Regions from separate parts of the Mus musculus genome. Here region 2 is linked to region 1. A link is a contact called in public promoter capture Hi-C data. All regions are on one chromosome and are shown on one strand. The core of a region is the stretch at or near the end of the contact, and the rest is flanking DNA. Distances in the headings are between cores, read along the strand shown.

Region 1 (5,526 bases), core at 1,963-4,462:
TGAGGCCATGAAACATGCCCTATGAAGCTATGCAGCTTCCACACAAATGACTGGTGTCCTCTGAAGGCCTAGCTGCCATGGGGATGGAGCTGACACTGAGGGACACACACGCTCACACCCACACCCACAAGTTTGTGGCCCACAGGTTAACTGAGTGTAGACTTCATGGTGCACTGAATGCTTTGGCCCTCATTGTCCTGGACTACTAAACGGTGTCTAAATAGGATGGTGTCTGTGCTCCGAAAACAGATCCTGTCTCCCTGTCTGTTTCGTTCAAACTCTTTTGTTGTTGTTGTTGTTTTGGGGTTTTGTTTTTTGTTTTTTGGTTTTTTGTTTTGTTTTGTTTTTTTGCTTTTTTGTTTTTCGAGACAGGGTTTCTCTGTGTAGTCCTGGCTGTCCTGGAACTCACTCTGGAGACCAGGCTGGCCTCGATCGTTCAAACTCTTAAGCATTGCTTTGATCAAAAAGTGTCAGTGGCGAAAGATCCAGGCAGGGGAAACGACATTTCTTAAAATTAATTAAATTAGTGATTAGTAAATCCGAGTAAATAGATATCATCTTTCCCATTTTTAGTGAGTTAGGCATCACTTAACTTTCAAGCCAGTGAACTTGCAGCACAGGGGGAGCGGGAGTTCACCCCCAAGGCTGCAGAGAAACATCTCTCCCCTTTTTCTGATAGCTCCCACTCTCCCAAAGCTAACTTCACTGCATGATAGACTCTTCAACATGGAGACCCGGATTAAGAAGGCAGCGCTATGGAAAGTCACCAACTATCTTCTCAGCAGAAAACCCACCCGTCATCTCACACATGGGGCTGACTATCTGAGGGCCACTTAACTGGACATACGGCCCAAGTCACAGGCAACCAAGAAGTTGATGTTTCTAAAGGTGAATGTGCAAAGACACGATGGAGCCGGACCGGGGACAACAGTCAACATCAGACTTTTAAAATAAGATTATTTTGTTATGACTTTAACATTAAGTATTCAGCTATTCCCTCTACTACTGTTCCACAGATTAACAATTAGGTTTCTTGACTGGTTGGTTTTCAGCTTCTACTAATGACTCTACTGATTATACCAGGAACATACATTTTTTTAAAACTAGAAATGATTGGTTCTTTGGCATCCCAATGTCTACTTTTCAGGCAACATTAAAATATTAGTTTTAATATGTATCTTTCCTCCTAACTATATTATTGTTTCATCAACTCTTACATAAAAATTATTTTGCCTCAATTGTATTACAATGTGGTTTATACTCTTAACTGCTACCATAATGAAAGGATTCTCAAAGTGCTTGGCACGCATGGTCTAAAGCTTTCTCGCAGCAGCACATGGCGACCACAAGCACACTGTGAACTGTGCATGAGTTGGGTTGTGAGCTTATATCTGACCCCAGAACGTAAATTAATAACAGCTATAGCAACCCTTGCTCTCTTATACTCAGAAAAAAATTAAAAGGAGAAAAAGAAAAAACCCAAGGTTTTGAATTTATTTAAGTTGTTTATAACTTATTTTAATTATCTAGAAGAAAAAGAGGGGATCAAACAATATTAGACTAGGTTCCTATAAGATTATCTCTCAAGACTAGGGCTGAAGTGATAGCTCCTCCTTGTGGTGGGGTGCAAGATGACCACATTTATAATCCATTATGAGGACAGTTAGGCTATAGTGAGGATCCAAGAAAACTGCAGCTTGTACCACGGAAGTTTTAGAATAGTCATGACATGCAGTGCTTGAGAGCAGGCTTCTGGAGTTACCTTGGAGTCTTTCGCATAATAAAGTGTGCGGCCGCGAAGCTTGAAGTATCTCTTCTTCCACCTTTGGAAAGAGCTGGTTTGCTTCAGCAGTTGTCCTTCCTTAATACTAGTCTGGAGACAAAACAGAAACATAACGACAAGATGAAGATTCGACCCCAAACCGGATTCCGTTCAGAATCAATGACCCAAACTCATTAGCATTCTGCACCCCGGGGCTTACATCTTACAAATGACAAGAGAGAATATTTTGTTCACATCACAAGCCAATCAAGAAAATGTCCATTTTTAAAAAAGTGATTTTGACATAGTTCTCAAAATTTATTTACAGGTAGAATTGGCTATTGACAGCTTCTGGAAGACCAAGAGTCACTGTCTTCGGCTGTGTACCCCATGGGGAGTCCACTGGGCAGTGTCACAAAACAAAACAAAACACAAAAGAAATGAATGTGAGGGAGACACTTGCTGGGAGAGAGGGCTTAGCTAAGAAGGAGATAAAGAACACAGGGGTGAGACTAGCCAGCATTCATCAATGAAACTGTCAAAGAAAAAACTTAATTGATTTAACAAAAGAATCTGTAGACAGTTTTAAAGGCACAGGTACACAACCCGGCATCTGCAAGAGAGTGACTTTCACACAGCTTACATACAGTGAGGATGTTAGAGGTGATACGTCGTAAGTTGATTATTAAGGCAAATGACCTCTGAGGCGAGAAATAGTACAGGCAACTGATGAACTCAGACGAGTCTTTAATGACCGCATACTCATTTGGACAAAGGGTACATTGCCAGGAAATAACGGGCAGATGCTTGTTAGATGTTCTCACAGCCAACACAGATACAAAGCATACTTGTGGTAGCCCAGAGAAGAACGAACCGGCAACCCCAAGTGCGAATCAAGGATGCCCTCCCTGAGGAAGCCTCACACAGGGCCTTTAAACAAGATCAGCATGTTTGGGGTATGCAAAGGTAGAAAGGCTGGGATCTGTCATGTCCCTGAAAGGCTCACACACTGAAGGTTTGGTCACCAGTGCGGCAGTGACAGACATCAGTCATTAGGGCTGAACTAGACTAATTCATTTATCTATTCCTGAGCCATTAGGAGACAGAAGAATGGAGCCTACCTGGGAAAATTAGGTCATTCATTGGGAGAAGGTGGGATAGCAAATGGATACATTTTGTCCCCAACCTCTCTCAGCCTCTGTGTCTCTTGGCTCAGCCAGGTGTTCCTTTCCACAATGCTCCATCTCACCACAGGACACAAGCAATGGGCCCAGGTGACCACTGGCCAAAACTTCTAAAACTTGTGAACCAAAAGAAGACCTTTCCTTCTTTCAACTGCTCTCCCCAGGGATTTTGTCACAGCAGATTCACACAGGCATAAGACAGCACGGATATTTGGGGACTCTCCAGAGAGCATTCTGTGACAAATGCATGGAAGTGTTTCCAACAGGGCAGTGGAGGATGTGTCTAGAAGAGGTAGGCGGGCCTCTGTGACTCTGGACTGGATTTTGCTGGGTGCTTTGTGAAATGCCATTTCACTTCCACTGTCTGCAGCAAAGCGCTTGAACTTCTCTAACCACATGCACCCAGTCTCCGGCTCTGTCTTGGACCCCTCCATTCACAATCACCCTTTTGCTTTTTCTTGGGAAAGCATGGTATAGGCGTGGGTATAGCTACTGTCGGGCCTGTCCTGCTTGTCCTTCAGAGAGCCATCTGGTTAACCCTTGCACTCCCTTCAATTCTTTGGACCAGGGAAGGATGTTCACAGCCGTCCTGATACATGTTTATATGTTGATGTGTGCACATGTATGTGCATGTATGTACATGCATGTAGAAGCCAAATGATATTTGTGGGTGTCATCCTTCAGGAGCCTTCCCCCATCTCACTGGCCTGGGGTGCACCATACAGACTAGCCTGGCTGACCAACGAACCCCATTCTGTCTCTGCCTTCCCCATTCTGGTATTACAACAGCACACCACTAGGTCCAGGTCCCTTCAAGCCTTGATCTCAGTGAGATCCATCTCAAAGACCACCAGTTTGAGACTGCACTGTATTCTTGTTCTCTGTTTCCCCACTGTAATCATACCCCACTAAACACGTTCCCCAATCTAATTTATGATCTATATTAAAATATAAAGACCCAGGGTTTATTTTATGTAATGGAAATTTAATGTATCACTGTAATTGGAAGAAGAAGAGGAAGAGGAAGGTGGAATGACATGATATAAGACCATCCTGTCTACTGGACTGAGCACAAGGTCCCCAATGGAGGGGCTAGAGAAGGACTGAAGGAGCTGAAGGAGCTTGCAGCCCATAGAGGAACAACAATATGAACCAACCTGTCCTGACAGAGCCCCCAGAGCTCCCAGGGACTAAACCAACCAAAGAGAACACATGGAGAGACCCATGGCTCCAGCTGCATATGTAGCAGAGGGTGGCCTTGTTGGACATCAATGGGAGGAGCGGCCCTTGGTCTTGAAAAGGCTCGATGCCCCAGTGTAGGAGAATGACAGGACAGGGAAGCAGGAGTGGGTGGGTTGGTGAGCAGGGGAAGGGAGGATGGGATAGGGGGTTTTTGGAGGGGAGACCAGGAAAGGGGATAACATTTGAAATGTAAATAAAGAAAATATCTAAGGAAAAATAATAAAAACTAGATAGTGGTCTAGAAAAAAAAAAAAAAAAAAGACTGTCCTGAGGAGACACATCGCAAGAGTCTTCAAGAGACCCACTGGGAAGCGGTCCAGAATGAGTGGCTCACATGTATTCTGAATTCAGTCCGAGAATAATAACGCTACAATGGGCCTCCAAGGCAAAAACAATGCAGAGAACCAAAGGTCTACATTGCCCCACCGACTGAGGGGGGGGTGAGGGGCAGGAAACTTAAATACCTAGAACTTAGCTCCCACGTGCTAAGGAAGTCTTTCTGCATGGCTGAGGTGAAACCTTGTCCAATGTCGGGGGTTTATCTGCAAGCTTTATAAGAACGCCTTACACTCTCAATGAGCCGGAAAACCCAAGAAAACTTTCTTGTTCGGCAAAGTAATGAGGTCATGTTAATGTTTCCTTTGATTTTCAGTCAGGCATCCTCATTGCAGTGTGCTCTAAGTGTCCGCTGGGAAATCAATGCAATTTAACGGTAACAAAATGCTTCTGAAACTTCAGTACCTGAGAAACGGGTCTAAAACCAGCCAGATTTCAAGCCAGGCTCCGTGACACACTAACTTCTTTATGGCCACATTTTCTATCCAAAATAAAAGGCCACAACAATACCAATTTTACAAGCTTGTTTCTTCTAGGCTCATAAAACAGTAACATGCGGAGAACACTTAGCACAGTATCTAGGCTACAGAAAGTCTCCGTGAGCGGCAGCAAGTGTTATTATGATGATATCATTATGCTATTAAGTTCAGACAGTATTTTTCCAGACATGAATTCTAAGAGCTTCTTGGAAAAGGTAAGTAAGTGTTCGGCACCCGCTGTCAGGACAAATAACAGCTGGGGCAGACAGAAAGGATCAAGGCATGAAGGTTCAGGAGATGGGAGACGGGATCTGGCAGCCTCGAGAGGGGACCTGCCTCTTACTGTAAGTGCAAACCCCTAGTTAAATGTCTGAAGCAGCTACGGGACATGCTCGACCTCAGCAAAGCCAGGAGACTTCATCTCAGGCAGCTAACGGCAGAAAACAGGCCAGACTGTGGCTGGCTGTAGGGAGAGTGGGGTCTGGGGGCGGGGCTCAGTCCCACGCTTACATTCCTATGAGGG
Region 2 (5,526 bases), core at 1,885-4,384, 740 kb after region 1:
GATTGCCAGAAATTGAACTCAGGACCTTTGGAAGTGCTCTTAACCTCTGAGTCATCTCTAACCTAACACATTTTTTAAAAAGTATGTGCAGTGCCCATGGAAGACAGAAGAGGGCACCAGATTCCCTGGAACTGGGGTTATAGATGATGTGAGGCATCATATAGGTGCTAGGGCTGCAGTCCATTTTCTGTAAGAGCATCAAGTGCTCAAAAGTACTGATCCATCCCTCCAGCCCCAACATAGTTGATAGAGAATGGTTTGCTAAGCTTTAAACATCCTCTTTCAAGCTGAGTTGGGATGCTTGTTTGTAAACCCAGATCTTTGGTGGATAAATGCAGGAGGAACAGAAGTTCAAGGCCATTCTTGACTATACTAGCAAGTTTAGGGACAGCATGGGCTACGTGAGACTCTATCTCAAATATCAACTAAATAAATATGCCTTTTCAATTACATTGTGTTAAGATCTCTTTCTGGGGCTGGCGAGATGGCTTAGTGGGTAAGAGCACTGACTGCTCTTCCAAAGGTCCTGAGTTCAAATCCCAGCAACCACATGATGGCTCACAACCACCCATAATAAGATCTGACACCCTCTTCTGGTGTGTCTGAAGACAGCTACAGTGTACTTATTTATAACAATAAAGAAATCTTTTTTAAAAAGTCTCTTTCTGCATTAATTATCATGCACATGCTACATTGTTTTCTTTGTTTAAAATGTTGGCAAATAAAGCACCGTACTTAAAACTAAATATAACTTAGCTTCAGAATTCTTTTTATATTGAGAGATAGCACAAAGTACATAAAGATTAATTTATATTTTAAAAATGTTCTACATAGGGCTGGAGAGATGGCTCAGTGGTTAAGAGCACTGACTGCTCTTCCAGAGGTCCTGAGTTCAAATCCCAGCAACCACATGGTGGCTCACAAACATCTGTAATGGGATCTGATGCCCTCTTTTGGAGTGTCTGAAGACAGTGACAATGTAGGTACATCTAATAAATAAATCTTAAAAAAAAAGTTGTTCTACATATTCATCAGTCTAGTCAAGCTTTCATAACAAAATACCATAGGCTGGTGGTTCAAATTCCTCGTGGTTTGGAGACCAGGAAGTCCTCATCTTAAACAACAAGGTGAGTTTTGCCTGTTAGCTTATAGGTGGCTACTTTCTGCTTACATGTCTGTTTTGTATGGCAATTTTTCTAACTGACTCTCACAGGTTTTTCTCTGACTTCCATTTGAGTGTGCAAACACACTAAAATTAATATTTTTATTATTTTTGAATTGTGTGTGTGTGTCTGTGTGGATGTGTGCATGTGTGTATGGATGCTTATGGAGGCACAAGACATTGGATCCTCTGGAGCTGGGCTTAGATGCCGTTGTAAACGACCTACTGCGGGTCCTGGGAACTGAACTCAGGTCCCCTGGAAGACCAGTAAGTGCTCTCAACATGTGAGCCATGTCTCCAGCCCCTAATTTTGTTTTTTTGAGAGACACATTTTGTAGTGGCCTTAAGCTAACTATATAGACTTCTGAGTCTCCTGCCTCTACTTCTCAAATGTGACCTGCCTCACAATTCCTGGCAGGAATTCTTAAGTTTTTTATGTATTCAAGTGGGCTTGAGTCTTTAGAGACAGGAACTCACCATTGCCCAGGTAGGTCTGGTACTCTGTAGCCCAAGATGGCCACTAGCCTCCTATCTCAGCTCCTGTGTGGTCGGATTTCAGGTGTGAGCCATCATGCTTGCCTCCTTAGATGCATTATGCTTTAGTTTTCTCTTCTGCAAATGGGTTTTTAAGATCATTATAGAGCCGGGCGTGGTGGTACATGCCTTTAATCCCAGCACTTGGGAGGCAGGGACAGGCAGATTTCTGCGTTTGAGGTCAGCCTGGTCTACAAAGTGAGTTCCAGGACAGCCAGGGCTACACAGAGAAACCCTGTCTCGAAAAAAGAAAAAGAGTATTATGGAACTATATGAACTAATAGGTTTAAAGCATTCAAACTAGTGACTAGTATATAGTAGGCAGAAGTAACTACCTTGAAGTGCATACTAGTAAATGTTAAATATTATTTTGTTGTATGTTGGTTTCTATCTTTTTCTCTCTTTCCACCATTTTTACTCACCCCTCCCTATTTGTGTTTGTTTTTGAGATAGGGTCTTGTGTCTCTAAACACACACGTAAACAACACTATCTTTAAAAATTCTAATTCATAGATATAGTTATCTATTTTGGGGTCCTGTTATGATTTTTTTTTAAATACAAATTTATAGCTCTCTTTGTCATTGTTCTTTTTTTTTTTCTTTTTAAAGTTTTATTTATTTATTATATGTAAGTACACTGTAGCCGTCTTCAGACACTCCAGAAGAGGGCATCAGATTTCCTTACGGATGGTTGTGAACCACCATGTGGTTGCTGGGACTTGAACTCCGGACCTTCGGAAGAGCAGTCGGCGCTCTTAACCACTGAGCCATTTCGCGAGCCCCTATAGTTTTTTTCAGTCAATGTTTTAAACAATACTGGCTAAAAGTGTAACAATTAACAATTCAGAATCTCCTAAAATTGTTTTTGTTTGTTTGGGTTTTTGTTTTGTTTTGTTTTGTTTGTTTTTGTTTGTTTTTTTTTGGGACAGGGTTTCTCTGTATAGCCCTGGCTGTCCTGGAACTCACTTTGTAGACCAGGCTGGCCTCGAACTCTGAAATTCGCCTGCCTCTGCCTCCCAAGTGCTGGGATTAAAGGTGTGTGCCCCCACGCCCCGCTAAAATTGTTAATGATTGGGGGGAGGGAGGTTCCATTTAAAAAACAAACCCCCAAGTCTGTGGATATAGCTCAATGATAGAGCTCTTGTCTTAGCGTGCATGAGTCTCTAGCCTTAACCTCCTGCACTCTGAAACAAAACAAATCAGTAACTTAGAAACTACTGCTTCAAGGGTTGGTAACACGTAAAGAAATTCTTGAGATTTCGCCTATCACATACTGTAGAATTTGATGTGTAAATTAGGGAAAAGGTTCGCTTCTAGGTTTATAAGTATCTGAAAACCCTAAATTTAGGGAGAAAGATGGAGTAAAGGGTCTTAGGGTGGGAAACAAGAAAGCCTGGGGAAGGGTAAACTACAACTCCCAGGATTCCTTGGTTAGGGCACTAGGAGAGGGCGATCCACTTTGGACGTCGCAGCTTCCAGGAGTCAGCTCCAAATCCGTTCCACGCGTGGTCCTTCCAGAGCAGTATCCTACCCGCTTCGTCATTTCATTCTTGTTTACCGTTACGGACACCTAAGGACCATTTCTCTGCAAAGTGGAGGAGGAGCCAGGAACAAACCGTAACCCGGAAGCAGTAGCCTGGGACTGATCATGCTTGCAGTACCTTGAGCTGAAATGTTGCGGTGCACAGGAGGCTCAGTTATCAGTAAGAAACGAGAACGTCAATTTTCTTCTTTTACTTAGATATTCACAATTCTTTCTTGGCCGTAAGAGGGCTTTAAAAAAAATTCCTACTGCCCACTGGTGTTACTTCCGTATAGAATCCATAATACTGACTTACACAACATGATTTTCACATTCTACGCCTGGTGCCCGTTTACTGTCACTTTTAACACACCAGAAACCGAGAATTGCTTTTAAAATGTCGAGTAATACCGGGTTGTGGGGGTGATGTTGAAGCCTTGCTCTTTCTAGGTTTAGGTAGTTACTCATTCCACAGCTACTCCTAAACTGGAAATTTTAGCCAGAGCATTACTAAAATCTTCCATCCTTTTCTTCTTTCCACCGTCAAACGAATACTCCTGATGTACTCAAGGTTAGATATAAAGATGCACTTCTGGAGTATTAAATCTGTGGCTGCTGGGCATTCGTGAATTCTTTCACAGTCCAAATTTCAGCTGTTGATTTTTGTGAAATTTATTAATAGAACCCAGTATATGCTGAATCTCCTGAATATTTAGTTTTTAAAATGGTAATGCTAAGTTGGATTTAGCAAGACCAAAGGAGCTTATATATGAATGTGTTGCCAGGCACAGCAACAAACAGCAGTTATAATAAAGGCTGCTTCTGGTAATTTGTTGTGCTAAGGATCAAACCACAGATAGGCCTTGAGCATGTTGGGCCACTGAACTACATCCCCAAGCCATTCTGCTAAATTTTGACCCTTATTTCCAGTTTTAATATCAGGAGGAAAAACATTTTCCCTATCTTGCCCTTATCTGAAGGAAGAACAGATAATTATTGTGCATACCCAATTTCACCTAATCTGTCATTTTTTAAAAAAATATTTTTGTATGTGTGTGGGTAACTAACTGCATGTATGTATGTATGTATGTGTGTGTGTATGTATATCATATGTATGCTTGATGCCCAGGAAGCAAGGAGAGGGTGTGTCAGATCAGTCTCCTGGAACTGGAGTTAGGGACAATTTGTGACCCACTGTGCAGGTGTTGGCCTTGGTCCTCTGCAAGAGCAGCAAGTGCCATTTGGATGGATTTCTTTTGTCTTCTTTTAAAATATGTGTGATGGTTTGAATGAGACCATAGGCTCGTATATTTGAGTGTTTAGTTCCCAGTTAGTGGAACTGTTTGGGGAGGATTAGGAGATGTGGCCTTGTTGGAGGACATGTACCACAAGAGTGGCTTTGAGGTTTCAAGAGCACATGCCAGGCCAGGTCTCTGCCTGCAACTTAGAGATCAGAGGTGAGCTCTCAGCTACTGTTCCCAGCACCAAGCCTGTCTGCCTGTTACCACACTCACCACCATGATGTCCACGGACAAACCTAAAACTGAGAGCAAGCCCTCAGTTAACTGCTTCTTTTTGTAAGTTGCCTTGGTCATGGTGTCTCCTCATAGCAATAGAATAGTAACTAAGACAGCATATTTATCTGCTTTTTCCCATACAGCATAGTTTTTAAACAACAACAACAACAACAACAACAGAGATTATACTGTTTTGTAATCTGTTTGGTTTTTTTTTTTCCAGTTTTAAAATATCATCATTGACCTTTTTATTTTCTCACTACCAGATCCTCCTGGTGTGTTAAGTTGGTCTTTTAATATCTGAGATCTCTTCCTTTAGATTCGGCTAAAAGAGAAGCATCCTCAAGAAGTGATCCCAAGGTGGAGAATGAGAAGTGCTGATCTTGGAACAGACAAGCTGTTATGATACAAACTCTGCCTGCAGCCAGTGAGTGAATACTTATGATGAAGTTACCTAACTGTTTGTGGCTTCTGAATGCCCTGAAATAAACAAAACAAAGTGCTTGCTTAGCATATGTAAGGCCAGGTGACAATCCCTAATCAATCTCTCTCTCTCTCTCTCCTCTCTCTCTCTCTCTCTCTCTCTCTTCTCTCTTCTCTCTCTCTCTTCTCTCTTTCTCTCTCTCTCACTCTCTCTCTCATGCACACACAGAGACACACAATATACACCGTGTTTCTCACACTCTCTATAATAATAGTAATAATAATAATAATTTAAAAAATAAGTTAATAAATACAATAAAATTGCTGATTTAAATTTATCCAGACATGTTGATGTACATTTGTGATTC

Evidence for each region. Promoter capture Hi-C pulls out the DNA fragments that hold promoters and counts their contacts.
Region 2: a promoter capture Hi-C map of hippocampal neurons shows a contact between it and region 1, with 4 times the contacts expected there. The contact joins the promoter of Mtrf1 here to the enhancer-like site in region 1. A contact is called at or near these places in 13 of 39 promoter capture datasets (the 3T3-L1 cell line, the C10 cell line, cranial neural crest and 9 more), 2 of 15 datasets of contacts at CTCF or cohesin (large pre-B cells and pro-B cells), 2 of 484 Hi-C or Micro-C datasets (cortical neurons and epidermal suprabasal cells), 16 of 115 datasets of contacts at active chromatin or transcription factors (the 230-238 cell line, the NIH/3T3 cell line, T-cell acute lymphoblastic leukemia and 12 more) and 1 of 9 other capture datasets (embryonic stem cells).

Annotation. Positions count from the first base shown.
Region 1 is chr14:78,651,924-78,657,449 of GRCm38.p6, forward strand. It overlaps Dgkh (diacylglycerol kinase, eta), which reads right to left. Exons shown (of 30, transcript NM_001081336.2): 3 at 1,763-1,873. It overlaps Gm30716 (a long non-coding RNA gene), which reads left to right. Exons shown (of 2, transcript XR_383631.2): 2 at 680-1,243. Among named protein-coding and RNA genes, the nearest start is that of Gm30716, 3.8 kb to the left of the region's middle. Within about 2 kb of position 3,213, at least 3 of the 459 cell types and tissues checked have an H3K27ac peak or open chromatin away from gene starts, as enhancers often do. A contact at or near this core is called in hippocampal neurons, where this site is marked.
Region 2 is chr14:79,394,638-79,400,163 of GRCm38.p6, forward strand. It overlaps Mtrf1 (mitochondrial translational release factor 1), which reads left to right and starts at 3,135. Exons shown (of 11, transcript NM_145960.4): 1 at 3,135-3,399; 2 at 5,055-5,162.